Linked DNA regions of Mus musculus: regions 2, 3, 4 and 5 are each linked to region 1. A link is a contact called in public ChIA-PET and promoter capture Hi-C data. All regions are on one chromosome and are shown on one strand. The core of a region is the stretch at or near the end of the contact, and the rest is flanking DNA. Distances in the headings are between cores, read along the strand shown.

Region 1 (5,382 bases), core at 1,357-3,856:
CTCTCCTAGCCGCAGTTAACTGATAATATCTCACATCTATTTTCAACCTCTACAGAACACCTACCCCATCCAAGGTTGTCCATTTACAAAACAAAAGCACAGAGTGCTTTTTCTCTCTTCTCTTCCCATTCCCCTCCAAGGTGACTAGGCAGAAACCAGGGCTTTCCCTCCTCTTGGCAACCCACTGCACCCCCCGCCCCCCAGCACGCTAACTTGAACAGCTCCAGTTTCGGTTTATCTGGCTGTGGAGCCCCTGGGGCTCTCCAGGCTGCAGGTTGTAACCTGCAGCTAGCTGTCTTTCCTCTCTCACCTGTCGCTGGGTGGTGACTTACAGGCCTTAAGAATCTTCTGCATCTTCACTGAGGATCAAGAGACCTTGAGTCCAAAGGGAGACTAACCACAATTCCTCAGGGCCTTTGTCCTGAATTTCCATGTAAATAAAATTTCCTGTTGAAACTTCTTAACCTTCTTTTTTCTTATCTCACTGCCCCAGTTTAAAAAGCTAGAGTGGGGCTGGGCATTGAAGCTCACATCTGTAGTCCCAGTAGTTGGGAGGCTGAGGTAGGAGCTTGGAGCCTAGACTCGTCTCAATTTATGGCAATCTTCCTGCTTCGGTTTGCTGAGTGCTGGGATTATAGTATGTCCAGTGCTATTCCTGTTTGATTTAGTGTTACTAACATATAGTAAGGGTCATTAATGCACCCCAAATCTGACTTTTGTGTTGGCTAAACAGAACATGTTTGTAGGATAGACTTGGTGCACAAACCACCAACCAGCAGTCTCTGTGAGGCTGATAAACAGTATTTACACTTTGGTTTCATTGACTCACACGATAAATGTCACTGCAGGTTGGGTGACACAGGGTCTCCACTTTACACATTAAAAAAGATGAAATTTGAGTGGCCAAATAAGTTGACCGTGACCACAGGTTGGCAAATGAGTGGGATTTGAGTTAAGTTTGTTTCCATAACCCAAGGTTATGACTCAGAGGATGCAGAGGCTGTGGTCAAGGTTGAATGCATCCATTTATCCTGAAGGATAAGTCAGTAAAGAAACAAGAGGGGGACAAGGCAGTCAGAGAAAATCATCAAAATCAAGGATCAAACCCAGAGGTCTTAAAAAGGAGAGGAAGAGGTTTTCAGATGAAGGGTCAGTTCTTGGACACCGTAGTCTCAATACAGATTGCTAGAGTTTAAGAGTCCTGCAGAATCGAGGTGAGGCGAGGTGCAAACCTTTAGCTCCAGCACTTAGAAGGCAGAAGCAGATGGATCTCTGAAGTGGAGACCAGTCTGTCTACTGAGTGAGTTTACAGACCAGCTAGGGCTAGATACAGAGGCAGGCGAGAGAGGCCTCAGGTCTGTTATTCCAGCTACTTGAGAGGGTGAGACAGGAAGATTGCAAGTAAAAAGCTAATTTGAGCAACTCATGTGGACCTCTATCAAAACCCAAAGCACAGGGGCTGGAGAGCTGGCTCACTGGGCTCTATTCTCTGCCCCTATGTGGTGGCTCGCAACTCTCTGTAATTCTAGGTCCAGGGGATCGGATGCCCTCTTCTGAATTCAGCACAGGCATACAGATATACATTCAGGCAAACATCCATAAACATAAAAAAAGAAGAGAAAAAGAAGTAAAAAAACAAAACAAAACAAACCCCAAAAACCCCACCCATCCAATGAAAAACTATAACAAAACTCCAAACAGGGCCATTGAGATGGTTCAGTGGGTAAATGTTCTGGCTTGCTAGCCAGATAACTGAATTCCATCCCTAGGACCCACAGGGTAGATAGAAGGAGAGAACTGACTCTTGAAAGTTGTCTTTTGACACATGCTCCCACATGTGTACACACACACACACATCCAATAAATAAATAAATAAATAACAAGTACATTACACAGAAGGGGAAAGGCCCAGCACCAACAAGGCAGTGTATGTATTTTCCCAGCTCACTAGCCCATTCCTATTCTTAGAAGTGCCTTTTCTTTCTTTCTTTTTCTTTTTTCTTTTTTTGAGACAGGGTTTCTCTTTATATTCCTGGCTATACTGGATCTCATGCTATAGACCAGACTGGCCTCAAACTCAACAGCGATCAGCCTATTTTTGCTTCCCAAGTGCTGGGGTTAAAGGCCTGTGACACCATGGCCAGTTGGCTTTCTCTTTCTTAATAAACTATCTCTACTTTTATTATCTCAAAAAATAATAAAAGGAAGGCTGGGAATATAACTCAAGGATAGAGCGCTTGCCTACCATTCATAAAGTGCTAATTTTAATGTCCAGAAAACTCTCCACACGCACACAAAAGAGAAGTTAGGTGTTGCGGGATGGACAGGGAAAATCCTGCAACAGATAGGAAGGAAGGAAGAGAGAGGAAGAAGTAAAGAAAGAGAAGGAAAAGAAAGGAGAGGGAGGTACAGGAACAGCGGCACAATTGTAAAACGGCGACAGATGACTACAAGTTCCAGAGAGCGGCGCGCGAATTTTCCCGCCAGCGCCTCGGCCTGACTTGTGGGAACTACACATCCCAGCATGCCCCGGGACGCACCGGTCCTCGCCCCTCGTCGGTCCCGCCCCCTTTTCCCCCACAGCCCCCGCCCGCCGGGTTGGCCTCGGAGAGTTTGTCCGGTGGCCGAGGTAGACGGAGGTGCAGTGAGAACCCCGGCGGTAGCACGATGGGAGACTCCAAAGTGAAAGTGGCGGTACGGGTCCGGCCAATGAACCGACGAGGTGAGCGCTTGTCCCGGGCCGGGGGCGACAGGTGCCTGTGGTGGTAGAGCTTCGGCGTCCCGGGGGTCTCGGCGGGCTCCCTTCAGCGCGCGTGCGCCCTCGACGGCGCGGTCGGGCCCTCAGCCCTCCGCCCCGCCAGCTGTCACCGAGCTCTCCAGGCCTGGGGCAGCTCCGGCCTCGCAGTCCTCCTGTGTACGCAGCTCTTAGGGCGGACAGCCCTACTTTTCGATTTTCCACGTTCTCCCTTGAACCTGCACCTTGTGGCTGTTTGCAGAAAAGGAAGGACATGCATGCCTTCTTAGTTCTTTTCTGGTTTATGACTGTCGAGAGGTTTCCTTTTTTTCCTTTTGCTTGAAGTGATAGTCATCATCTCAACAATAAATAGTCTCAGTGCCAAGATTCTTGGGAAATTGTATCTTTCAGACATGCTCTGAAGTCTGTAGGGAGGGTAGAGAAAGTAGATAAACCCAGGACACGTAAATCATCTATCCAAGTTGGAAAGACTGAAGCCCAACTTGAATCCGGGGAGTAGCTGCTTTTTGCCTCTGTAGCTTCACCAGAGGGTGACTGGGCAGGGTACTTAAAATGAGGTGATGTGTTTGAAAACACTTTCTAGACAAGTCTTGTTATTGAGGTTGCTGCCGCGCTCCCGGGAGATGGAATTGCTGCTAATTGATTTAGACTACTGACTAGCTAGAGCCATTATTAAGTGCAGGAGTCATTTTCCAAGGTTTCTAGTTTGTTTTACTGTGTTTAAAGTCTAGTGTGTAGGAAATAGTTTTTCTGTCTCCTTGCCCTTTTGTGTATGTATTGAGGTAAGTAGGTGTAAAAGTTAACAAAGATTTCTCTGGTTGGTTGTTCCTTGGGAACTTGGTGTCTCTGTTTTCTTGTCGTTGGTTTGCCTACTTGAACCTGCTGAAGTCTATGAGGCAAGCTTTTCCCCTGAAGACGGAACTTTTTAAGCTCTCAGCTCATTGCCTCCTAACATCCAGGTTCTCACAAAACAGAGTGAGTAGCTTAGAAGTCTGAAAGTTTTCAGTTCTCCCATTTTTTGAGTATCCAGACATCTTTATTTTAGATCACTTCACCTCATTGTGATCATTACTGCGATTAAAAAAAAACTAAAGAAAAAAAGAAAACAGCCAAATGAAATCCGACATATCTGGGAATGATTCGGAAAGGAAGGGTTCAGCACATTCTTAAAATTTCCTTTTTGCAAAACCCTTGGAAATGTCAGTGCTGAAGGAGGCCTCTAACCAGCCACCACAGCAGGGTTTGGCACAGATAGTTAGAGCCGGACTCTTCCTTGTTTTCTCTTACTGGGAGGAAGCTACTGTCTTTAATTTGCTATGCTTGTAATTCTGACAGTGGCTGTTACTAATGCTCAGAGTTTTGAGATATTCGTTGAATGATTTCTAGCTGTTCCTTGTATTCCTTCCTTTCTCTTTCTTTCCTATTTTTGAGACTGGGTCTCTGTACATAGCCCTGGAACTCATTATGTAGACCAAGCTGGCCTCAGATTCATAGAAATATGCCTGCCTCTGCCCAGATCTTTGGTGCTGGGATTAAAGGCATTCGCCACAACACCTGACCCTTCTTTTCTTTTTAAAACTTAGGTGCTAAGGATCTGAACTCTGGTCCTCACTTGGTTTTCATCCATTAAACCATCTGAGTTCAACCAACCACCCAGGCATCTCCCCAGTCCTATTTTTTTTTTTTTTTTCATTTATTTAGAGGCAGTCTCTGTGTAGACCAGGGTGGCCTGGGACTTGCAGTCATCTTCCTCCCTCAGCCTCCTGAGTGCATTGCAGGGGTGCACCAACCACTCCTGGCTGAACTCACTTTAAAATGAATGTTTACAGTTTGGCCCCATTGTCCAGTGGCAGCTGCCCCGTAGTCTCTTTGCTTACTCTGTCTTCTGTTTCTAGTGCTCATCATAGATAATTTCTTCATCTACAGGTTATTATGCAATATAATAGAGAGGAATCTTAAAGCTTGTTATTTCTGAGTTGGCATCTTGAATTCCTATGAAAAGGGAGTAACAAAATTGAGCTCCTTTTTGCTGAGTTTGAAAAGAATTCTATTTAAGCATTGCTTCTGGGGAATGTAGTGTTTTAAGGGATAGCATGTGGCTGTCAAGTAGTTGGGTCTAGTCCTGAGTGCTCCTGACTCAGTGTGTATGTGCGGGAAGTGTCCTGAGGATTGACATGGAGACAGGCTGAGACTGGGTCACTGGGTTGTATTTCTGATCATAGACTCTGTTGTTTGAGTGACATTTGTGTCTTTTGAGGGAAGTCCAAAGGTTTCCAGAACTCTTCAGGGTAGGGTTCGATTCTTGTGTGACTCAGTGGCTGGTTGTGCTTAAGGGGGTTCAGTTTTTCTGCTTAACTGTCTGTGGGGTTGGGAAAATTAATTGAATATTAATTGGTAGTTCCTAATTTAATGATAACTAGAGTTGTAGTGGTTAATTTGTCAAGATAAAGAAAGGAAGTGTGTGTGTGTCTATGTGTTTGTGTGTCGTCTGTCTCTCTGTCGATGTCTGTAATCTTAAAACTTGGTGGAGGCAGAAGGATCTCTGAGGTGAGTCTGGGCTGTGTACATAGTAAAGTTGCTTTTTTAAAAAATTAAAAAATTCTCTACATCCTTGTCTGCTAACCAAC
Region 2 (5,121 bases), core at 1,882-4,381, 480 kb after region 1:
TCCGATGGTACTTGAGGTGTCTGTGGCTGATAGAGATGCTGTTTGGAGCCTCTGGCAGGCCCCTGTAGGTGAATCACAGAAAAGGCCTTTGGGATTTTGGAGCAAAGCTCTACCATCATCTGCAGACAACTATTCTCCCTTTGAAAAACAGCTCTTGGCCTGCTATTGGGCCTTAGTGGAAACTGAACGTCTGACAATAGGACACCAAGTCACTATGCGACCTGAACTACCCATCATGAGCTGGGTACTATCAGACCCTGCAAGTCATAAAGTGGGACGTGCACAGCAGCAGTCTATTATCAAATGGAAGTGGTATATACGTGATCGGGCCAGAGCAGGTCCTGAAGGCACAAGCAAGTTACATGAAGAAGTTGCTCAAATGCCTATGGTTTCTACTCCTGTTACAATGCCATCTGCTGCCAAGCATGCACCTATAGCCTCATGGGGTGTTCCCTATGATCAACTGACCGAAGAGGAGAAGACTAGAGCCTGGTTTACTGATGGCTCTGCACGTTATGCAGGCACCACCCAGAAGTGGACAGCTGCAGCATTACAACCCCTTTCTGGGACAACCTTGAAAGACACAGGTGAAGGGAAATCTTCACAGTGGGCAGAACTTCGGGCAGTACACATGGTATTACAGTTTGTTTGCAAGAAGAAATGGCCAGATGTACGATTATACACTGACTCATGGGCTGTAGCCAATGGATTGGCTGGATGGTCAGGGACTTGGAAAGATCACAATTGGAAAATTGGTGAGAAAGACATCTGGGGAAGAAGTATGTGGATAGATCTCTCCAAATGGGCAAAGGATGTGAAGATATTTGTGTCCCATGTAAATGCTCACCAAAAGGTGACTTCAGCTGAGGAGGAGTTCAATAATCAAGTGGATAAGATGACCCGTTCTGTGGACAATCAGCCTCTCTCCCCAGCCATCCCTGTCATTGCTCAATGGGCACATGAACAAAGTGGCCATGGTGGTCGAGATGGAGGTTATGCTTGGGCTCAGCAACATGGGCTTCCACTCACCAAGGCTGACCTGGCTACAGCTGCTGCTGATTGCCAGATCTGCCAACAGCAGAAACCAACACTGAGCCCCAGATATGGCACCATTCCTCGAGGTGACCAGCCAGCAACCTGGTGGCAGGTTGACTACATTGGACCACTTCCTTCGTGGAAAGGACAGCGTTTTGTTCTTACTGGAGTAGATACTTATTCTGGTTATGGATTTGCCTTTCCTGCACGTAATGCCTCTGCTAAAACCACCATTCACGGACTGACAGAATGCCTCATCTATCGTCATGGTATTCCACACAGTATTGCTTCTGACCAAGGAACTCATTTCACAGCCAGAGAAGTACGACAGTGGGCTCACGATCATGGAATTCACTGGTCTTACCACATTCCCCATCATCCTGAAGCAGCTGGGCTGATAGAAAGATGGAATGGCCTTTTGAAGACGCAGTTACAGCGCCAATTAGGTGGTAACAGCTTGGAAGGCTGGGGCAGAGTTCTTCAGAAGGCAGTATATGCTTTGAATCAGCGCTCGATATATGGTACAGTTTCACCCATAGCCAGGATTCATGGGTCCAGGAATCAAGGGGTGGAAAACGGAATAGTTCCACTTACTATCACTCCTAGTGACCCTCTAGGAAAATTTTTGCTTCCTGTCCCCATAACTCTAGGTTCTGCTGGCTTAGAAGTTTTGGCTCCAGAGAGGGGAGTGCTCCTACCAGGAGCTACAACAAACATTTCATTGAACTGGAAGCTCAGACTTCCCCCTGGTCATTTTGGGCTTCTAATGCCCTTAAACCAACAGGCTAAAAAAGGAATAACAGTGTTAGGAGGGGTGATAGATCCAGATTACCATGGGGAAATTGGATTACCTCTTCACAATGGTGGTAAGCAAGATTATGTCTGGAGTGCAGGAGATCCCTTAGGGCGTCTCTTAGTACTACCATGTCCTGTGATTAAAGTCAATGGGAAACTACAACAGCCTAATCCAAGCAGGATGACAAAGGACGCAGACCCATCAGGAATGAAGGTATGGGTCAATCCTCCAGGAAAAGAGCCAAGACCTGCTGAGGTGCTGGCTGAAGGTGAAGGAAATACAGAATGGGTAGTAGAGGAAGGTAGTTATAAATACCAATTAAGGCCACGTAACCAGTTGCAGAAACGAGGATTATAAAGTAATATGAATGCCCATTGTAAATTTACTAATGCATTTGCGATTGTACGAGGGATAGTTATATCATGTTAGGCGTATTTACAACCTTGTTATTGTTTCATGTGAACATGAGATATTATTTGTGTCAAGTTGACAAGGGGTGGATTGTAGTGGCTATTCCTGGTTGTCAACTTGACAATATTTGGAATGAACTACAATTCGGAATTGGAAGGCTCACCAGTGACCCTTATCTGGAGGCTTGGAGATCCTTATCTGGATCTTGGTTTGAAGATCTTGAGCCATAGTGGCTATGGATTCCAGAAGATTGAATCTCCGAGTTTAAGGAACACACCTTTAATCTGGGCTACTCCTTTCATCTGGGATTAAAGGTGTGGTGGAACACACCTTTAATCTGGGCTACACCTTCTGCTGGAGACAATATAAGGACATTGGAAGAAGGGAGTCTAGCTCTTGCTCTTGCTCCTTTGCCTGCTTGCTGCGTGAGACTGAGTAACTGCTAGATCCTTGGACTTCCATTCACAGCTGCGACTGAACAATTGTTGGGAATTCGGCTGCCGACTGTAAGTCATCAATAAATTCCTTTACTATTTAGAGATTATCCATAAGTTCTGTGACTCTAGAGAACCCTGACTAATACAGATGGTTAGCACAGAAAACCAGCTCAGAGAGTGAAAATAGGGTAGACAGGCAAAAGACCCTGTACGAAGCCCAGAAGACTTCTCATTCAAAGTAGGTAATGCAAGAGACTGAAGAAGCCACCCCTACTGTGGTCTGGTGTCCCTCGGAGGAAGCTGGCTGCTACAGGAGCTGCCATATGAAGCATGCGCTCTGTGAACAGTCAGGAATATGACAATGACAAGTGGGTTGCTTCCATACCAAGCCTCTGTGCCACAGCCCTGCCCAGCTGCTAGGCTCCCCTGCAGGTGCCATCTGCCTCAGCCAGGCTACGGAGCAGCCTCAAATGATCGCTACCCCCACTCCTGATGCTGGTGATTGGCTCTCCTCCCCAGTTACCAGAATCCATCCCCCAGCCTCCTCAGCTTGAATCCTTATTAAGTAGGATAGAAAGGGAGCAGGGAGGGTCGATTAAGTAAGTGCTATTAACAGAGGACCCAAGCCTGGGAGGTCAAAGAGACCGGGATGGATGATGGCTGCCAGCCAGACCAAACTTGGAACACTCCTCACAGATACCAAAGAGACATGTGCCCCATGCCAAAGCTGCTGGATTTGGGTTGGAGAATAATGGGTGGTTGCTTTTCTGGGATTTCTTTGATATGCCTTCCAGTTGCTTTTATGAGTATAGATCGTTCTTATAAACCAAAAACGTACAGTGTAAGACAAGAAAACAACAGAGATGGATGCATTAAAGACAAAGCCACATCAAGATTCTCATGTAGTCTGAAGCCTTTAAAGAAGAAGGTGGCTGGGTGTGGTGCTGCACGCCTTTAAATCCCAGCACTAGGGAGGCAGAGGCAAACAGTTCTCTGTGAGCTGGAGGCCAGCCTGGTCTACAGAGTGAGTTCCAGAACAGCCAGGGCTATACAGAGAAACCCTGTCTTGAACCTTCCTCCACACTCCCCCCCCCCCAAAACAACAGACAGGCAGCATAAGGGTTGTAGCCCAGTAGTGAACCCCCGCCCTAGCATGTATGAAGCCCTGGGCTCAGCTCCCAGCTGACCTGAAGGGCAGAGGAGGCCTGCTGGAGGTGAGGAGGTACAACATGTACCTCTAAGACCAGCAGTTCACTTCTCTGCTCCCCCCTCCTCACTGGCTTGAAACTCAATAGCCCTTCAAGCCATCTTCCTCACCCCACTCTGTAAACCCAAGTGATGCTGATGTCATACTCATCTCAGCTTAACCACTCTATGTTCAAACCATCAACATTTTCCAGCTTCAGCCCTTCACGATTATGTAAAATCAACAAGTATTTAAATTAGTGGGCTGGTTTTGGCATGTAAACATATCAAGTCTCTCGCCCATTTAATGCAAAGCTTTGTACTAATTAATAAAATTAGGTGCAAAACTCAAACCCCTCAGTGCTTGAACAATCCAGCCGACCTAGGCATCTCCAAAGTCTCCATCCTAAATAAAGCCTTCCCGAATCCCACACTCGGAAGCGGCATGGTGGCTAACCCCCTGCCCTGCTATAGTCAGAACTCTGGATTGTAAGTGATAGGAACCCCGGTGATGGAAAGGACACAATGCAAATAAGAGCTAAGCCAAGCCGGGTAACCCAACCCAAACCTGAGCAGGACTTTGTCCTTTGCTTCTGCTTCTCACAGTAAGACACTTTCACAGGACAGGAAACATGGACACCCAAGAGGTCAAGAGTTACCATTTCAGCCCTCGAGCTTTTATTAGTTCTATGTTCAAAAATCCTAAGAGGAATCTTCAGTCAGCTTGGGTCAGTTCAGTGGGCTGTACAAAACATTGTAGCAGCTGCTGCCAGAATCAAATGGCCAGAGAGAGGGACCAACCAGTACCACAAAAGCAAGTAGAAACTGCTGTGAACTGAACCACCATTTCTCCCCCTGAAGCTCTTATGTGGAGGCCTAACTCCTCAGGGTGTATCAGTGTTGAGAGGGAGGGCCTAGTGGGAAGTGTTTGGGGCCTGGGAAAGAAGCCCTTGGGAATGGTTGATGCTTTCTGGAGGAGCCCATGAGCTAGCGCTGGCTTAGTGGCCATTAGGTAGCAACATGTCCACCACACACTGCCTGTCTTCACACAGGACACTCACCCTTCCGCTTTCTGCCATGAGTTGAAGAATTCAAAGCTTTCACCGTACATTGTTACATATCCAGTCTTGATGTCCGAGCCCAAGTATGAACCATAATAAGCCTCTACCAGCTATCTACTCTGCGGTATCACATTAGAACAGCGGAATGCAGACTAGGGCATACATTATTACACTCCAATAAAAAGGAATGCAATAA
Region 3 (5,358 bases), core at 13-2,512, 360 kb after region 1:
CAGGCAGTGGTGGCCACACCTTTAATCCCACACGTGAGAGGCAGGGGAAGGTGGGTCTCTGAGTTCTTGGACAGCCAGGACTACACAGAAAACCCTGTCTTGAAAAGCCAAAAAAGGAAACAAACAAGCCAAGGTGAATGACTGGACTGTGGGGATTATCAGTATAGATTTTAAAAATCATAACTACATGCTGGATAAATAAAATGGAAATAAAAACATAATAGGAAAAACAACAAAATCAAAGAAGTTTAAAATGTGTGTGTGTGTGTATTTTCACATCTGAAAGTGTGGGTGTGTGCATGGTATGGTGCCCAAGTGGTCAGAGGACAACTTTTAGAAGTCAAGGGTCTCCTGTTTTTCTACTACTATGCTCCACACTCCAGGCTAGCTGGCTGGGAGCTTCCTGCCCGTTCTCCTGTCTCCTTTCCCTTCTCACAGTAAGAGTCCTGGGATTACGCATGCCTACCACCCCTTCCAGCTTTTTACGTAGATTTCAGGATTGAACTCAGGTTATCAAGCTTGTTCAGCAAGTGCTATTACACTCTGAGCCACTCACTGCACATTTTTTTTTATTAATAAAATTGACAATCTTGGATTGACAAAAAAAAAAAAAAAAAAAAGCAAGAACTCAAATTATTAGAAGCAGAAAGAGACAACAATACTGGCCTTATATAAATAATGATTATTAAAGAATCCCTGAATAGTCCTATGGCAATAAATTGCCCAACTTAAGGAAAATGGTCATATTGCTAGCAATGTCTATTAAGTGATGGCATGCTCACCTAGTGATTGGCATTGTGCTGTGTTTGCAGGCTGCTGCCTTCTCCCCTCAAGGATGCAGTGGAAGTGTCAACCTGGAGAAGATGCTACACGATGCAGGAGGTGAACTCGGCCCTCAGTAAAATCCAGCTGGTGGGATATTCCCAGAAAATCGTGAGTGTTCCCATGAGTGCTGTCCGTTTGTATTGAGTCCCTGGGGGATTCTCGTAGCACTCTTTCCAAGCCACCCTGTCTCCTTTGTGTGAGCGCCAGGAAGAATGCAGGCAGATTCTCCACCCTCCAGACTTTTCCGTGGTACTCATTCATCGCCCCCATTCCCTGGGCCCCCAGAACTCGGTTGGTTATCTGGTGAGTCTGGAGAAAGGCAGCTGCTCCATCCTGTCTCCTGAGAAACCAGACATAAGTTTTCCCATCTGAGGCAATGGCAATCAGAAACAGAGAAGTGGTTTACCAAGGGGGACTTGAGAGCTGATCTGATGATAAGAATTCCTGCTGCTGTTGACCTGCAGCTGAGGCCACTCCGAACTGGAACCTAACCTAAGGTGGAAAGGGAAAACTGGTCTTTGAGTCTTGACTGTTTCCTAACTTGCCTTTTAATGCCTTCCCCTGAGCGTGGAAGGAGCTGAGGTGGCAGACCGCAGACTGCTTCTGTTACAGCACAGCCACCATCATTCTGTCTGTTTCCAGTTTGCTTTAAATAAGGACAGTTGTGTTGCTTTCCCCTTTAAGCCCACTTAGCTTGCCACCAGCTGCATGTTCTCTGTGTGGTTCTTTTAGGAGCTGTTTGGTGCTGTCCAGGTGACCCCTCTGAGCTCTGGCTATGCCCTTGGAAGCTCCAACTGGATTATCCAGTCACATTATGAGAAAGTATCTTACGTCTCTGGATCCTCCTTGCTTACCACACACCCTCAGGTAAGTTATCTTTTAACCACCAGCAACCTATAGATATTTAATTCAAATTCAGCAGGTCTCTAGTGCTGTACTGGGAACAGTTTTCAAACCGTCCTCATCTCCTATGACACTCTAGATCTTAGATAGTCTAGGCGAGTGCGTTGGACCGTGTTTAGGGTCTTCTTTCTTCAGAAGGAGCTCTGTGGCGCTCAAGGTTACCTCTAGGGTGATGATTCCCGGTCCTTCCAAGACTCTGGCCTGATGCCCGACACAGAAATCGTTGATCCTCTCAGCACATACTAACTGCTGAATACATACTGAGCGCAGGTATCAGGCCCTGATCTCAGCATCAGGATTGAGTCAGCACTAGGCAAGGTCTCTGCTGGTAAGCCTTGTCTTCAGTTGAGCGTGACCGGGACAAAGATGAGTAGATAAATGAGTGGTGTGGCTTAGACTGAGGTAGAAATCCTGAGGACAGCACAGCAGCTTTAGTTGTAGGGGAGTAGAGATAGTTTGGATTGGACAGTCCACTTGAAGCCGTGATTAAAGAGCCAAGTTAAGATGTGAGGCAAAGCCTAGAGAGATGGCTCATGGAGTCCCTGGAGCTGGACAGGCAGGGCATTGTTGAAGAGCAGAGAAAGCCCTTGTTGCTGCAAGGTACTGCACAGCCAGGGAAGGGGCAGGGGCAGGGGCAGGTCACACATGCCTTAGTAGATCAGAATGAGTTCTGATTGGATCTTTTATTCATTCTTGTGTGTGTGTGTGTGTGTGTGTGTATACACTTTTAGCGTGGGCATATGTGTACATATGTATAAAGAGAAGGGTCGAGGCCAGGTGTCTTTGTGTGATCCATCTGTACCCTGATTCCTTGAGGTGTGGTCTCTCATGAACTTGAAGGACACCAGTTTTGCTTGACTGACTAGCCAGTGAGATTCAAGGATCCACCTGTCTCCACCCCAGCTCAGATAGGTTACAGGCATGTGTCGTCGGACTCAGCTTTTTAAATGGGTACTAGGGATCTGAACTCAGATCTTCATGCTTATGCTATAGGAGCCACTTCCCAGGCCCCTGCCTACTGTATGTTTTGTTTTCTTTTATTCAAATGGGGTCTTACCCTGTAGATCTGCTTGGCTGGCCTGGAACTCACTGTCTAGACTAGACTGGCTTCCAACTGAGGAACTGACCCACCTCTGCCTCCCAAGTGCTCGGCTTAAGGGCATACAATAACTTACAACCACTTCCCATTGTATTCTGATGTGCAAGGGTTGCTATTAGGAGGGTTAAGTTAATCATGCAGTACAGTTACATTTGACAATAAGATATAGATATATGTATGTATGTATGTGTATGTATATATGTACATGTATATATTGTTAGAAATATAATAGTTAATCCGTGGGTTTTTGTAGAGAACTTACCCTTTATTTTATAAACCCTGGCCCTTTTGAATTTGTAAAAGAAGAGTGGTTGAGATTAGGTAGCCAGTGGCTGAACATATAGATAACTTGTGGATGTCCTTGTAGCATTTTATCTTTGAAATGTGTTACTTTATGACCATAACCTTAAGATGTTGCTGTCTTCATAATAAAACAGAAGGTGAAGCTTCGACATGGATCACAGACCCTTCTGCCTTAGACCTGGAACCTGGACCCTCTGCTTCCTTCGTAGTTCTGCCCCTTCCCTGACGGTTGCTTTGGTCCATACCACAGCCTCCTCATTCTGTCACAAAATTGCTTTCCTTGGGTACATAGGAATCCTTATCCCTGCGCTCTGTCCCCTCGTGGGATTAATGCTTGCCATACTTCACACAGAAAGTTCCCGTGTCGTACAAGTATTTGCTGTATTTGTGGCAGATAAATGTATAATTTAAACATATTTGTTTATATGTGTACACATACATATACACAACACCTTACAAGATGGCTAACTCAAGCTGGCTAGCATACTCTATTTTCAAATAGGTAAAAGAACTCTGTGTTCCGTTTGAAACACCAAGTGCTACTGCCAATCTGCCGTTTTTATTCATATTTTCTGTGGGGGCAGGACATGTATCCCAGGTTGGCTCTAAGCTTGGATATAGCTAGGGATAGCCTTGAAAACTGTAATACTGTCATTACAAATGTACCACTACCCTGGCTCATACATTCTTTTACAACCAAGCTTTATCTCAGGGTCTGGAAAAGACAAGTGTCCGTGTTTTCCTGTAGCTAGCAGAACTCTGGGTCCTTCCCGCTTATTGAGATCAAAATCCCATCAGTGTCATCACAGTCTGCCTCATTGAATCAAAATTTTTTATTGGCAGCTGCTTTCATTCTTGATGTATTCTGCCCTAAAAGACAGAAGGGTAACTTGGCTGCCAGCCGCTCTGATTTGTCCTGCTTAGATCAGAACCTTTACAGTACTGTTGACGTAATTTCCAGTAAATTGTCCTTCCAAGGGCCATAAATTTAAAGGGAAAATAAAGTCTCGAGAATAATGAGCAACACACCTAAATAGCTGGTTTTAATCTCTAGTTTGTATCCTGTGCTATATGTAACAAAGGGGGAAAATGGATTTTGTTTCCTTTACCCATGTTGTTGGGTTTGTATTGAATAAGTGGGGATAAAGAAGTTTTAGTATGGGGGTTGGGGATTTAGTTCAGTGGTAGAGCGCTTGCCTAGCAAGCCCAAGGCCCTGGGTTCGGTCCTCAGCTCCGGAAAAAAAAAAAAAAAAAAAAAGAAGTTTTAGTATGAACAGAGCATGATGTTCTACAGTAGAAGCCAATAAACTGTGGCTCTGGGGCTGTATCTGGCCCAGTACTTATTCTGAAAAGGTTTTATTGGGTTACAGACACACCTGTTTGTGAATCACTTATAGATAAGTATATGCTATAATGGCAGGTTTAAAGGTAAACTTCAGAGGAAGTCTGCTGTCCTCTGGTCTGCCGGGTTGGAGCCCCTGTGACCAAAGGAACACCACACAAGTTGGTGCAGTGATCTGTAAACACAGGGAAAGAGGCAGCAGGAGAGGAGAGGTGGCTTTAGTTTAAGAAGCAAGATGGCTCAGTGGGTAACGGTGCCTGTTTGCCAACCCTGATGCCCTGAGGTCAGTCCCTAGGACCCACAGGTTGTCCTCTCACCAGGCCACAAGTGCACACATGTGCTCATAGATAAATACAGACTTCAATATGATTGTTTTAAATGTAGAGCATTTATTGATGGCCACTGTCTTCAGAGAAGGAAAAATGAAGTCAAGTATTCTGTGTGTGGACAGCATTGAGGATAATAGGATAATGCATTTGACAAAGAGTTGGCAAGGTGAAAGAAAGTAAGTTGTTGATAATGATGGATTATCATTATCATATGTCATATTAGCTAGAAATACAGCCAGAACCTGGGTTGACAGCAAGTCTAGAAACAAACCAGAGAATCATCATACTTTCTTTAATTATATAAATAAAAGGCCAGAGGCCAGAGACCAATCTGCAGGAAAATATTTACCAGTAGACTGTGAAAGGAAGAAAAACAATCTCGTGTAACTATGGCTGGAAAGAGAGAAGAAAATTGGGACCCTAGCAGAGAGCGTCCTGAACAAGAAGGAAGGGCACGTGTTCGCAATGCTCGCTCTTCTGGCACTGCCACTCGGGCACCATGCCTAGCCCTCCAACTGCAATGCACCTTCCATGGTAGGATGTTAACCAAGTGGTGG
Region 4 (5,271 bases), core at 494-2,993, 450 kb after region 1:
CACCCTGGTCTAGCGCCTTCACACAGCACAGCGTTTTCCAACCTGCACACTTCCTTCTGAAAGCTACTAGCCTATTTTAGACCTCCCCCTCTCTTCTAGAGTCCATTTTTCTCTCCCACCTGGTTACTGAGGTCTTTTACTCTCACAGGCAAAAAACAAAGCTCTCAGACCTAATCACTAAGAGATTCCAACAGACACCAGGTACTTAATAATGGTTTTTTCTTCTAGAAAGTGAGGATGAGAATAAACACACACACACACACACACACACACACACACACACACAAAGCTTTTTGTTAGTTCTACCTTCACCTTTGGTGTCCAAACTGGTGTCTCAAGGATTCTGAAGATGCTAGGTCTGGATTTGGTGGCTCCAGCTTTATAATCCCAACACTGCAGAGGCTGAAGCAACAGGCTCACCAAGAACTCCAGGTCAGCCTGGGCTACAGCGTGACCCTATCTCCAACAACCAAACAAAACAAAACACCCACACACAATTCTTAATAGCCACAATTCTAGGTCTCCTCCAGAAAGCATTCAGACTAACGTCAACTCTTCAGGCTCTTCAGGCTCTCCACGGGCAAAGATCTGGAAATCCTCACAGGAAATAGATATGTTTAACACACCAAGTAAGAGTTTAAGAAAGTGGTTTTTCTTTCATTACGATTTATATAAAAGTCCTCTGCTGGAATAAGCTGTTGAGAAAGTCTAGTTTCACTCAAGATTATCAATGCCCCAGGGAAGAACCACCATCCCAGACTCTACAGAGAGTTATAGTCATTGAGTCAGAGGGGAAAGCTAACTGTTGAGCAATAGACAGGAACCTCCAAGCCTGCTTGGATGGATGGATGGATGGATGGATGGGAAGGGAGGGAGGGTAGAAGAGAGAGGGTCAAGAAGTCCAGCCTTGAAATGCCAGACTCTCCAAGTGGAACAAGAACAAGACAAAAGTGAAGAACCGCTTACTGCCACCTCTTAAATCACATATTGACTTTCCTCTTCCCCAAAAGAAGAGGATCTATTAAAGGCCTTGAGAATTTAAAGAGCAGCGATCCAGGCTGGAGGCTGACACCCATCGACTTTCAGTGGGCTCAGGGCCGTGGATATCTCAACAGAGGCTAAGCAGCTGCTCACTATGGACTAGGGCAAACACTCGGTGCTGCCCAGCTTCTCGGGCTCTGACATGGGGCTGTCGCCAACAGAACAGTCACTCCATGTGGGGCGTCACGGGGACCCCCAATCCCTCAGCTGTGGCACACCCAGGCCCCGGGAGGACACAGAGCACAGCAACACCTGGACCCCTGGCAGGAAGTGGCCACCTGGAGAGAAGAGCCCGACGGGCAGCGGCGCGCAGCTGTGCCGAGGAGAAGCGGCCAGATGTGGGAGTGATCGCGGGGAGCTGAAGGCTGCGCTTCCACGGGAGATGTTCCCGTGGGCCGCTAGTGCCCGGCCCCAGCGGAGCGAGGCCCCCGCGCGGGGCAGGCCTACCCGGCTGCGCCGCCGCCGCAGCTCCCAGGCACCGCCGCTCGTGCCCCCGCCCGCCACAGCCGCAAGCTCAAGGCTGCCCGGTGCTTCCCACCAGCCTTTCCAGCCCTGCCCGGGTCCTCGGGCTTCCATGCCGCCCGGACTCCTACCGGCTTCCAGTCAGTAACGAGCCACCGCCGTTGCCTGCGTGAAAGTCCGCTTCCCACAAGCCGCTCTGGCCGCCGGCTGCGCGCCTCCCAGGCCGCGCCGGATCCTCCACTCCCCCTGCCGGCCGGATCCTCCACTCCCCCTGCCGGCCGGCGGCCATTTCCGACCCGCGCCGGCGGAACTTGCCGAAGATGGGCCGGAAACGGCCGAACCTGCGTCTGCCGAGCGAGAGGAAAGCGCAGAGACATTCGTGACTTTCCGGACGCGTCCGAAGGCACAGGCGGAGGGGGGCGGTGGGCTCTGCCCTCCTGGATCCCAGGCGCAGGCTGGGTGCCAGTGATTGTGAGAAGGGCCAGGAGCCTGGAGAAGAGGCCCCATTAATCTGGGTAACCCTCAACCTAAAAATAAGCCCATGCCCAAATGTGGTACCCCGTGCTAGCAATGACCCACAGTTCTGAAACACTTTTAAATATTTAGCTGCAAATAAAGGGCGGGGCTGAGTAGATGCTTAGGGGGAAAAAAAATCCCCGGCTTTGCAAAACAGATTAATCAACCTTGCAAGTTATGGACTAAAAGGAGTATCTTTTAAATACTTTAAAGCCAGGCTCTGTGGTTTGGGAATTGGGAAGACCCTTCTACTACAGAGAGAATATAGAGAGAAGGGGGGGCAGGGGCAGGGAGGGCTCAGAGGAGGCAGAGAGAGACCGGGGGGGGGGGGGGGGGGAGGAGGAGAAGGGAAGGAAAGAGGGAGGAGATAGGATCAATTTTAAAAGTAGCACGAGTTAATTTAGAAAACAGTTCAAACTCATCTATTAAAATTAACAATTGTAGTATAGTTTAAAGTCAGATTGCTTCTCCGTATTTATTTGAGTCCCCCAAAACAAGGCTATTGCCCCAGGGCTTCCTCCACAGAGTCCAGACACACCCAGCTAGGTTAGCTCATTTCCATCCCTGTGCTTGGGTGGTCTGTTACTTTAAGGAGAACTGCACCCCAGAGATGGTTTCACAGCTGCTGACCCTTCCACCTGCCCTTCTTGGGAGCACCCAGACCCAGTGCTCAGGACAGGGAGGCTGAGAAAACAGGATTCCACTCCCACGGCAGACTGAGTTAACCATTCCCTTTGCAAAACAAAACATTTTTAAAACCCTGACAGTTGATTTTCTGGAGCAGTCTCCTCATCTCCTGATCTCTCCACCCATCTCCAAGTCAGGCTCCGCTCTTTCCCTCATCTATCCTATTTTACTCTCTTGTAACTATGATAAAACACCACGACCAAAAGCAACTTGGGGAGGAAAGGGTTTATTAGGCGTACACATCCCAGTCACAGTTTATTATTGAAAGAAGCTGAAGCATAAACTTTAAAGCAGGGCAGGGCCCTTGGAGGCAGAAATTGAAACAGAGGCCTTGAAGTTAGGCTGTTCACTGGCTCGTTTCCCATGGCTGGCTCAGTTTTCTTTTTTTCTTTTTTTTTTTTTTTTCTTTTTTACACTAGAGACCACCTGCCCAAGGGTGGCTCTGTGCATAATAGGCTGGGTCTGCCCCAGACTTGCCCACAGGCCAATCTGATAGACGAGTTTCTCCCTTCCCCCCTTCCCTCCTCCCTCTCTCCACTTGGGGGAGAACATTTTGAGGTCTCCCTCTACATGGCTATTTTGGAACTCACTATGTAGACCCGGCTGGCCTGAAACTCACAAAGATCTGCCTGCCTCTGCTGGGATTAAAGGCACGTGCTACCCACCCATACCTGAGGTTCCCTCTTCTCAGAAGATCCTAGCTTGTGTCAAGTTGACAACAACTAACCATCGAACCATCCTTCCTCCTTCCCTTTCTGGGGACATGTAACGCTCCTCTCTCCCACTGATGAGCGCAGGAGGTAGAAATTGACTAGACAAGGCTGGGGCGCAGGGAGTGATCGGCCTTTTCTTGGCTAAAGGCTGGAAATAGGTCAAAGATGCCACAAGTGCCTAAGCCAAGTGCCACCAGGCTGGAGAGGCCAGGAAGGAGGTCGTCGTCTCCTACCCCTTTCCTGGACGCCATACTGAGGCTGTGACCCAAACTGCAAGGACCTCGACACCTGGCATGAAAGCTGAACTGGGTAACTCATCCTCTTTCCTGCCTCCATCCGCTAAAGCCCAATTAACTTGCAGGCAGTGACGCTGCTCAGTGGGGTTCCAGCCCCCGGGGGTTGGGGGGGAGAGGACCCTTCCCGCTGGACAGGAGCGTCTCTGTCTTTCTCTCCCAACAGTAGGTTTTTGGGTTTTTCCACCTAAATCTCACCCCCACTGTGGTACATGAATTTCATTCTTTGAATTTGGGAAATGAGAACCCGAAAGCATCTAGCTTGGTTTTGATGGCGGTTGAGTTTCCAGGATCCTCCCCTCTCAAGCTAAGCACGGAAGAGCCGAGAAAGGTTCTGCTGCCATCAAAGATGCCAGGATATCCCTGTATCGCTATTTTCTTTGCCATTCACGCCAGCCTCTTCCTCTCTCTCTTTAAGGAGAAACAAACACACAAACCCAAATCTCTACTTGCACCACTGACATATCAAAATATAATGACTTCCCTTTTTTTTTTTTTTTTTTTTTTTTTGAGACATGTCAGGGAAGTAGGAACAAACTTTATGAACTGGAGAACTGAAAAATGGAGAAAGCTTTGTCTGTTCGACTTGAAACTTCCCTTCAGCAGTTTGTCTACTTGGCTTTCTTCCAGAGATGTGTAGCGGCGGCAGTGGCAGCAGCAGCAGCAGGAAGAGCCCGGCAATGGGACAGGATAGGAGGCAAGGTAAGAATTTCCAGGGGTTGGTTCATCTCCATTCTGGCAAGAGCAGACTTGCAGATAACAGCTGCCTGGTGGACTTAGTCATCCGTTGGACCTCAGTAACAACACATTGCTGCTTCTACCTCTGACTGACTTGATGTCACCTGTACCTAAGCTTTAGGGAGAAAAAGGAGATCCCTGTGAAACTTACTGGACATTATATCTGGCTGCTGCTCTCTGGTTGTCACCCAGGATCTCTCAACCTCGTCAGTCTCCTGCCCCAGCTCCTTCTAAAAGGTATGCCAAACTGGCAGTGTGACTCTGGCTTTCCTTAACACCTCTTGCCACTGTAAGCGGTTGCTGATTATCATCAGTTCCATCGACAGCAGTTCCCCCGCTGCAGGACTCCACTCCTTGTTTTGCAGTGGCGCCCTAGATACCATCACAGCCACAACATCCCCCAAATTCATATTTTATGAATACTTACTTGCCAGGCAGTAGGTTACACCCTTTACATGCCTGCTGCCTCATTTTAGTCTGGCTAGGAATTACCACCCTACAGAGGGGAAAATGAAACTCCAGGAAGCAGAGGCCTGGGACCACAGAGGGCACAGCAGAGTCCACGACTCAAAACCATCCTGACCTGGAACCCCACATTCTTGACCAAAACAATCTAGGTAATCCACCAGGATGTTAAATTTACTATTTCTCACAGTGAATTCATTTCTATCCCTTCCTCCTGGCTCTCCCAGAATGTCCTGGTTTATAATGACTTTACCTTCATCTTTCCCAAGACAGGAACTCCAAACCTAGCACAACCTTCACTTCACTGTTTCTCTTTACACTTACATTCAGTCACCAAGACCTAAAGCCTTGACCTC
Region 5 (5,071 bases), core at 980-3,479, 420 kb after region 1:
GAGCACACAAGGTACTGCTAGGTGGTAGAAGGCTCACTTAGAGTGTAAGGTCCTGGATTGTGTCCTCAGCAACATCAACAGGGATGGATGGACGGACAGATGGACACACACACAGCTAGGAAGGGAGCCACCAAGCCCTTATTTTCAGCAGCTTTTGCTCCCCAGTGAGTGAGAAGATGGCCATAAGTAGCAAGCCCCAAAGGCAAGTTTAGTGATGGTAAAAATCCTACCCCTTTAAATGCGCCCAGTTTCAGAGAAGTTATCAGGTAAGATTGTGTGGCCACCTGAGACATGATGGGACAGGGTGACGGCTCACTCAAATGGCCCGTCTTTCATTCATTCTCCCAGCATCCCTTGTGTTCACCCATAGCACTGTATTCAGGCAGTTCTGCAAACACAGCCCCTCCTCGCCCCAGCAGTTATATAGAGAAATTCAATTTCCCAGGCTTCTCTTTAAGATTACCAGTTCTGTGAATTCATTTCCAGCAAGATTATCAACAGAGCCTGAGAGACTCAGCCAAGCTGCAAACTGCGAGGACATTCCCTGGATCTCCAAGCCACCAACCAAAGCCGCACTTCCCAAGAGCCCCAGCAGATGGCTCTGTACCAGTACAAAGAAAGCAGCATGGCTGTGGAGCCTATCAGAAAAGCTGTGCAAATTTCACCCGATTTTCATTGACAGTGTGAACCTGGTGGTTCCTCGGCTGAAAGCTAAATAAACTGCATTTCACAGGCGCCAAATTACGGGCCTCCTTGTTCTCCCCCACGCCACCACTTGAGACAGTTCTCTACATTATCCTGGCTGTTCTGGAGCTCACTATGTAGACCAGGCTGGCCTCTACTCACAGAGATCCTCCTGCCTCACCCTCCAGCTGCTGGGATTAAAAGGTATATGCCAGCACAGCTGGCTCCCTCCTTATTCTTTAAAAGACCTGACTAGGCTAGACCAGAAAGCCAGGAATCAAATAGCAGACAAGCTCTGGACTGGATTCACAAGCAAGTTTGTGCATAAGTTCACTGAAGTCCATCCCTGAGATGACTGTCAAGAAGCCTAAGAGGGAAGATGGGGGAAGAGCTCTGATTCGGAAGCCAAATGCGGAGGCTTCAACCTTCAGCCCAGCACAGGGGAGGTGGGAGCAGGAGGAATCTAGGTGCTCAACTCAGCAGCCAACCATTGCGGGGTTTCAGCAACAAAATCCTGACAGAGACTTAGTCATTCCTAAACGCACTGTACACAGCTCTGCACTGGTCTCTAGGAGTTTGCGAAAAGCATGGCAAATGTCAAAGACACGAGTCAACCGAAAGGAACTTAAAAAACATGCCCATTTTTGTTGGGGTTTTGTTTCAAATTACAACAGTACTGTCCTCCACCCCAGCCCCCAGGAGTGGCTGTTTCTTTACATTGTGCCAGGAAGGTATACGGACGTACTTTGTGTTACACTTTGGTAACTCAGAAGACTAGCTTTCAAATTACTGCTTCAATTAGGAGGCTGGCATCGACCAGAAGGAATGGTACATATACTGCCTGCCTCCAAGATGTCCAACGCACATCAAATAACCACGCGGATGAGTAAGTAGGTAAGCAGAACCAGGAAGCAGTGGGCTCTGCTATCCCAAACATTCAACGCAATGGGGAGTGCTTAGGAATGACAGGGCTAAGTCAGGAGGCCCCTTAGTATTTGCTCCGATTTATTTTTTCCTCTTGCTGCGCTGTTCAGGCAGGCCCTGAACTCAGTGTGTAGCCCAGGCTGGCCTTTAACATGCAGTCTTCCTGCTTCACCTATGTAGCCCAGGCTGGCTACATAGGCTTGCAGTTCTCCTGGCTCTACCTCTGGATGCTGAGATACGATACAAGTGTATAGTGTATGTACCACAACATCTGACCCCTAGCCTTGCTTTCTAATGCGGAGAGCATCTCTTGGCCTACATCAGTCATGTTGGAGGAACTCACAGGAACACTGGCTTGCTTCACACAGCACATTCCCAGGTCAGCTGGCCTTCTGTCACCATCCTTCAGAGAAGCCCAGACTCCTGTCACATCCTTCTTCGTAGCACAGGGCAGTGGCCAGGACAGCAATCCAGACCTAGCACTTCACACCATTAAGTTCACACTGGCTCAGCCCAGCCTAACATCCTCCAGCCTCTAACAATGCCTCGAGCATAGCACACTTCCGTAGCCAGCCTTGTCATCACACAGGCACCAGACGGAAACAGCGGCTACTTCCTCTGACTTAAAGCAGACCACAGAGCTCAGGAATGAAGAGCTTGAGGCCTAGGAAGCCGCATCTATCTATGAGTTTCTAACACATGAGCACCAACATCAAAGAGCTTGGGGGGTGGTGCGGGAAGGGAGTCGCCTACTCTGTGAACAAGGGGGAGGGGCCAAGAACAATCAAGGGGGTGGGAGTTGAGAGTAACACCATGAACTCATTTTCATTCATAACTATGAGGCTAACATGCACAGAAAAAGTGCCTGTCTTAACTTATGAGGCACGTCTATTTGAAGTTTTAAAAGCAGTGCTGATGAAGCCTGTGAAAACATTACTCAGACAGCACAAAGCAGAGGGCAGCCTCCAGGGAGAAGATGCACACAGAGACCGCCGCGCTCAGCACCGCTGAGAAACCGCTGAGACACCGCTGAGACAGCTCACAAACGGGGCTTGGCAGGCACCCCTGTCCCAGTCTGCCGAACTCGGGACCAGCTGGATTACAAATGGCAAGTTCCAGCCCTAACAGCAAGCCTCTGCCTTCCACACAGCGCCACTGCCTAAAGCCACTGCATCTTTAAACTGGCACGGCCTCTTCCAGCTTTCCTCACACTTTGCACAGTTACTTTACAATCCTAGTTTTATACATGACATATTTATATTATTTACTCATAAGCGATCATAGGCCCTTTAAACATCTACAATTCTTGCTGATTACACTCGTGAGTCCTGGCAGCTTTCATTCTTCCTGTGAAGCTCATTCCTGAATGGTAAAGAAGGGAAACGGGCAAGCCACCCAGACACACTCTGGAGAAGCGGTGAAAGTTGTCCCCACTGACTCGCCACCGTCGGGTTTACATGTAATATTTTAAAGAATAGAGTGCAAAGAGGTTGAGAAAATACACATATTGCATCTCTGAGGGGTGAGCTTTTGCAATGCCCTCTTGGCTTCCAGGATGTGCCATGGAGAAAGCCAGGGAGTGACAAGGGAAGAAGGACCCAGAGGCAGTTCCTGCCCATCTCTCTCTTCTCTGTACTAAGAGGCCATGTAGGAAACAAAGTTAAAGGCAGGCTGTTGGCAAGGCACACTATTCCCCAAACAGAAGTCTCCATGTTCAATTCCAGCACCAGTCAGGACAGCAGAGGACACTGGAAGCCAGCCTGGAATCACTAATGTTTTCTTGGACTTGCCAAGAAACAGAAGTGTCCCTTCCACTGCAGCTCAAGCCTTGAAACACCACAGGACATGCCGAGAGACTGGTGAGTGTTCTTAAAAGGCCATTCTACGATTTTCTACAGTCTAAAATAAAGTTGACTAAATTTTTGGTGTGTCAAAAAGGAAAATTATCTAGAGCAGTGATTCTCAGCCTTCCTAATGCTGTGACCCTTTAATACAATTTCGATGCTGCGGTGCCCACCCCCCACCATAAAATTACTTTCATTGCTACTTCATAACTGTAATTTTGCTACTGTTAGAAAAAAATCATAATGTAGGTATTTTTAGAGACAGAAGCTTGCCAAAGGGGCCAGAACCCATAGGCTGAGAACCACTGATCTAGAGGGCTCTGCTTCTGGGAGGGCTGCTGTCAAAATCAATCCCTACAGATGACAACTATAAAATCTAGACAAACTTTAAAGACTCCTCAAAGAGATGCTGAAGAGATAGCTCAGTGGCTAAGAGCACTGGCTATTCTCCCAAAGTAACCAGGTTCAATTCTCACCACCCACATGGCAGCTCATAACCATCTGCAATTCTAGTTCCAAAGGATGGATGGATGGATGGATCTCTCCCTCTCCCTCTCTCTCTCTCTCCCCCCTCCCCCCTTCCCTCCCTCCCACGCACACACACATGCATGCAGGCAGACCACCAATGTACATAAAATACAAATAAATTACTTTAAAAACAAAACCTCTTCAAAAGAAAATGAATGACAGATGCAAGGGACTAAGACTCAGGCAGGGTCGAGGCTGAGAATGCTTTGCCCTGAGGTGAGGCCAGACCTGGCTCTAAAGGGCAGCTGGAGCACTGGGGGGAAACTTTCTGCCTTGAGTACCAGGAGATTTTGTGGGTCCCTGAAAGGAAAAGATTAAGAAATACAGACAGGGAAGGGAGCTCAGTGTGTCGAGTATAAACTACCCGACTCCAGCCCATTCCTACTCCAGGCTGCTCTGACCCCTGCTCTCACAGAACAGGCAAACATAAACTCAACAAATACTGGGGCAACCATCAACAGCCAAAAACCCTTTGTGTCCCAGCCAATAAGCCCCCCCCCACCCGCCCCCCGACACACACAAAAATACCTGTACTTTCAAAAACAAATAAAAATTCCAGAACTAAGCCATGGCCTCAGATAAACTACAGACACCCAAACATGCCGGGAAGGCTCGGAAGCAGCTGGAGGAAACCATAACTTACACATGGGGCAACGGTCTGAGAAGCCAACGCTGCACACCCAGGTGCGGCACATCCAGGTGCAGTGGACCAGCTGTACAGCGTTGTCCCCAAACTATCAGGAGCCCTGCATGAGACTGGACACCCAATCCCTTGGCACGGGAATGCTCTTCTTTCTTTGTAAAGATTTATTCGTTTTATTCTATGTGTGCTTTGCCTGAATGTATGTTGGTATACCATGTGTGTCCCCACTGCCTGCAGCAGTCAGAAGAGGGTGTGGGATGCCTGGGAACTAGAGTTATGGGTGGTCGTGAGCCACCACGTGGGCACTTGGAACAGAACACAGGTCTTCTGCAAGAGCAACAAGTGCTCTTGCTTGCTGAGCTCTCTCTCCAGCCCTCCTTTGATTGGCATTAGGCATCTCTCCATCACCACCTCTCAGTCTTCCTACACTCATATGGAGGGCCTCTCA

Evidence for each region. Promoter capture Hi-C pulls out the DNA fragments that hold promoters and counts their contacts. ChIA-PET counts read pairs in DNA pulled down with a chosen protein or histone mark.
Region 2: a contact with region 1 is called in a promoter capture Hi-C map of hippocampal neurons, with 2.3 times the contacts expected there. The contact joins the enhancer-like site here to the promoter of Kif13b in region 1. A contact is called at or near these places in 7 of 39 promoter capture datasets (3T3-L1-derived adipocytes, the C10 cell line, embryonic stem cells and 3 more), 4 of 115 datasets of contacts at active chromatin or transcription factors (embryonic stem cells, large pre-B cells, microglia and 1 more) and 1 of 9 other capture datasets (adipose tissue).
Region 3: a contact with region 1 is called in a promoter capture Hi-C map of the C10 cell line. The contact joins the enhancer-like site here to the promoter of Kif13b in region 1. A contact is called at or near these places in 11 of 39 promoter capture datasets (the 3T3-L1 cell line, the C10 cell line, the HPC-7 cell line and 6 more), 2 of 115 datasets of contacts at active chromatin or transcription factors (bone marrow-derived macrophages and embryonic basal ganglia) and 2 of 9 other capture datasets (adipose tissue and liver).
Region 4: a contact with region 1 is called in a promoter capture Hi-C map of the HPC-7 cell line. The contact joins the promoter of Extl3 here to the promoter of Kif13b in region 1. A contact is called at or near these places in 9 of 39 promoter capture datasets (the C10 cell line, the HPC-7 cell line, cranial neural crest and 5 more), 2 of 484 Hi-C or Micro-C datasets (CD8 T cells and the HPC-7 cell line) and 8 of 115 datasets of contacts at active chromatin or transcription factors (effector CD8 T cells, embryonic stem cells, epiblast stem cells and 3 more).
Region 5: an RNA polymerase II ChIA-PET map of effector CD8 T cells shows a contact between it and region 1, with 5 read pairs. The contact joins the enhancer-like site here to the promoter of Kif13b in region 1. A contact is called at or near these places in 3 of 39 promoter capture datasets (the C10 cell line, hippocampal neurons and pre-B cells) and 2 of 115 datasets of contacts at active chromatin or transcription factors (effector CD8 T cells and memory CD8 T cells).

What each region holds. Positions count from the first base shown.
Region 1 is chr14:64,649,935-64,655,316 of GRCm38.p6, forward strand. Kif13b (kinesin family member 13B) reads left to right here and starts at 2,607. Exons shown (of 40, transcript NM_001081177.2): 1 at 2,607-2,722. The coding sequence starts at 2,668.
Region 2 is chr14:65,132,415-65,137,535 of GRCm38.p6, forward strand. It overlaps a transcript of Extl3 not described here. Among named protein-coding and RNA genes, the nearest start is that of Gm52119, 36 kb to the left of the region's middle. Within about 2 kb of position 3,132, at least 42 of the 459 cell types and tissues checked have an H3K27ac peak or open chromatin away from gene starts, as enhancers often do. A contact at or near this core is called in hippocampal neurons and stem cell-derived neural progenitor cells, where this site is marked.
Region 3 is chr14:65,006,434-65,011,791 of GRCm38.p6, forward strand. Ints9 (integrator complex subunit 9) reads left to right here. Exons shown (of 17, transcript NM_153414.5): 7 at 813-933; 8 at 1,558-1,692. Among named protein-coding and RNA genes, the nearest start is that of Gm52118, 38 kb to the right of the region's middle. Within about 2 kb of position 1,263, at least 1 of the 459 cell types and tissues checked has an H3K27ac peak or open chromatin away from gene starts, as enhancers often do.
Region 4 is chr14:65,096,363-65,101,633 of GRCm38.p6, forward strand. It overlaps Extl3 (exostosin-like glycosyltransferase 3), which reads right to left and starts at 1,744. Exons shown (of 7, transcript NM_018788.3): 1 at 1,635-1,744. It overlaps Gm52119 (a long non-coding RNA gene), which reads left to right and starts at 3,008. Exons shown (of 3, transcript XR_003951142.1): 1 at 3,008-3,728; 2 at 4,343-4,414; 3 at 4,566-5,271.
Region 5 is chr14:65,068,867-65,073,937 of GRCm38.p6, forward strand. All of the region lies in intron 3 of Extl3 (exostosin-like glycosyltransferase 3), which reads right to left. Among named protein-coding and RNA genes, the nearest start is that of Gm52118, 25 kb to the left of the region's middle. Within about 2 kb of position 2,230, at least 134 of the 459 cell types and tissues checked have an H3K27ac peak or open chromatin away from gene starts, as enhancers often do. A contact at or near this core is called in effector CD8 T cells, memory CD8 T cells and pre-B cells, where this site is marked.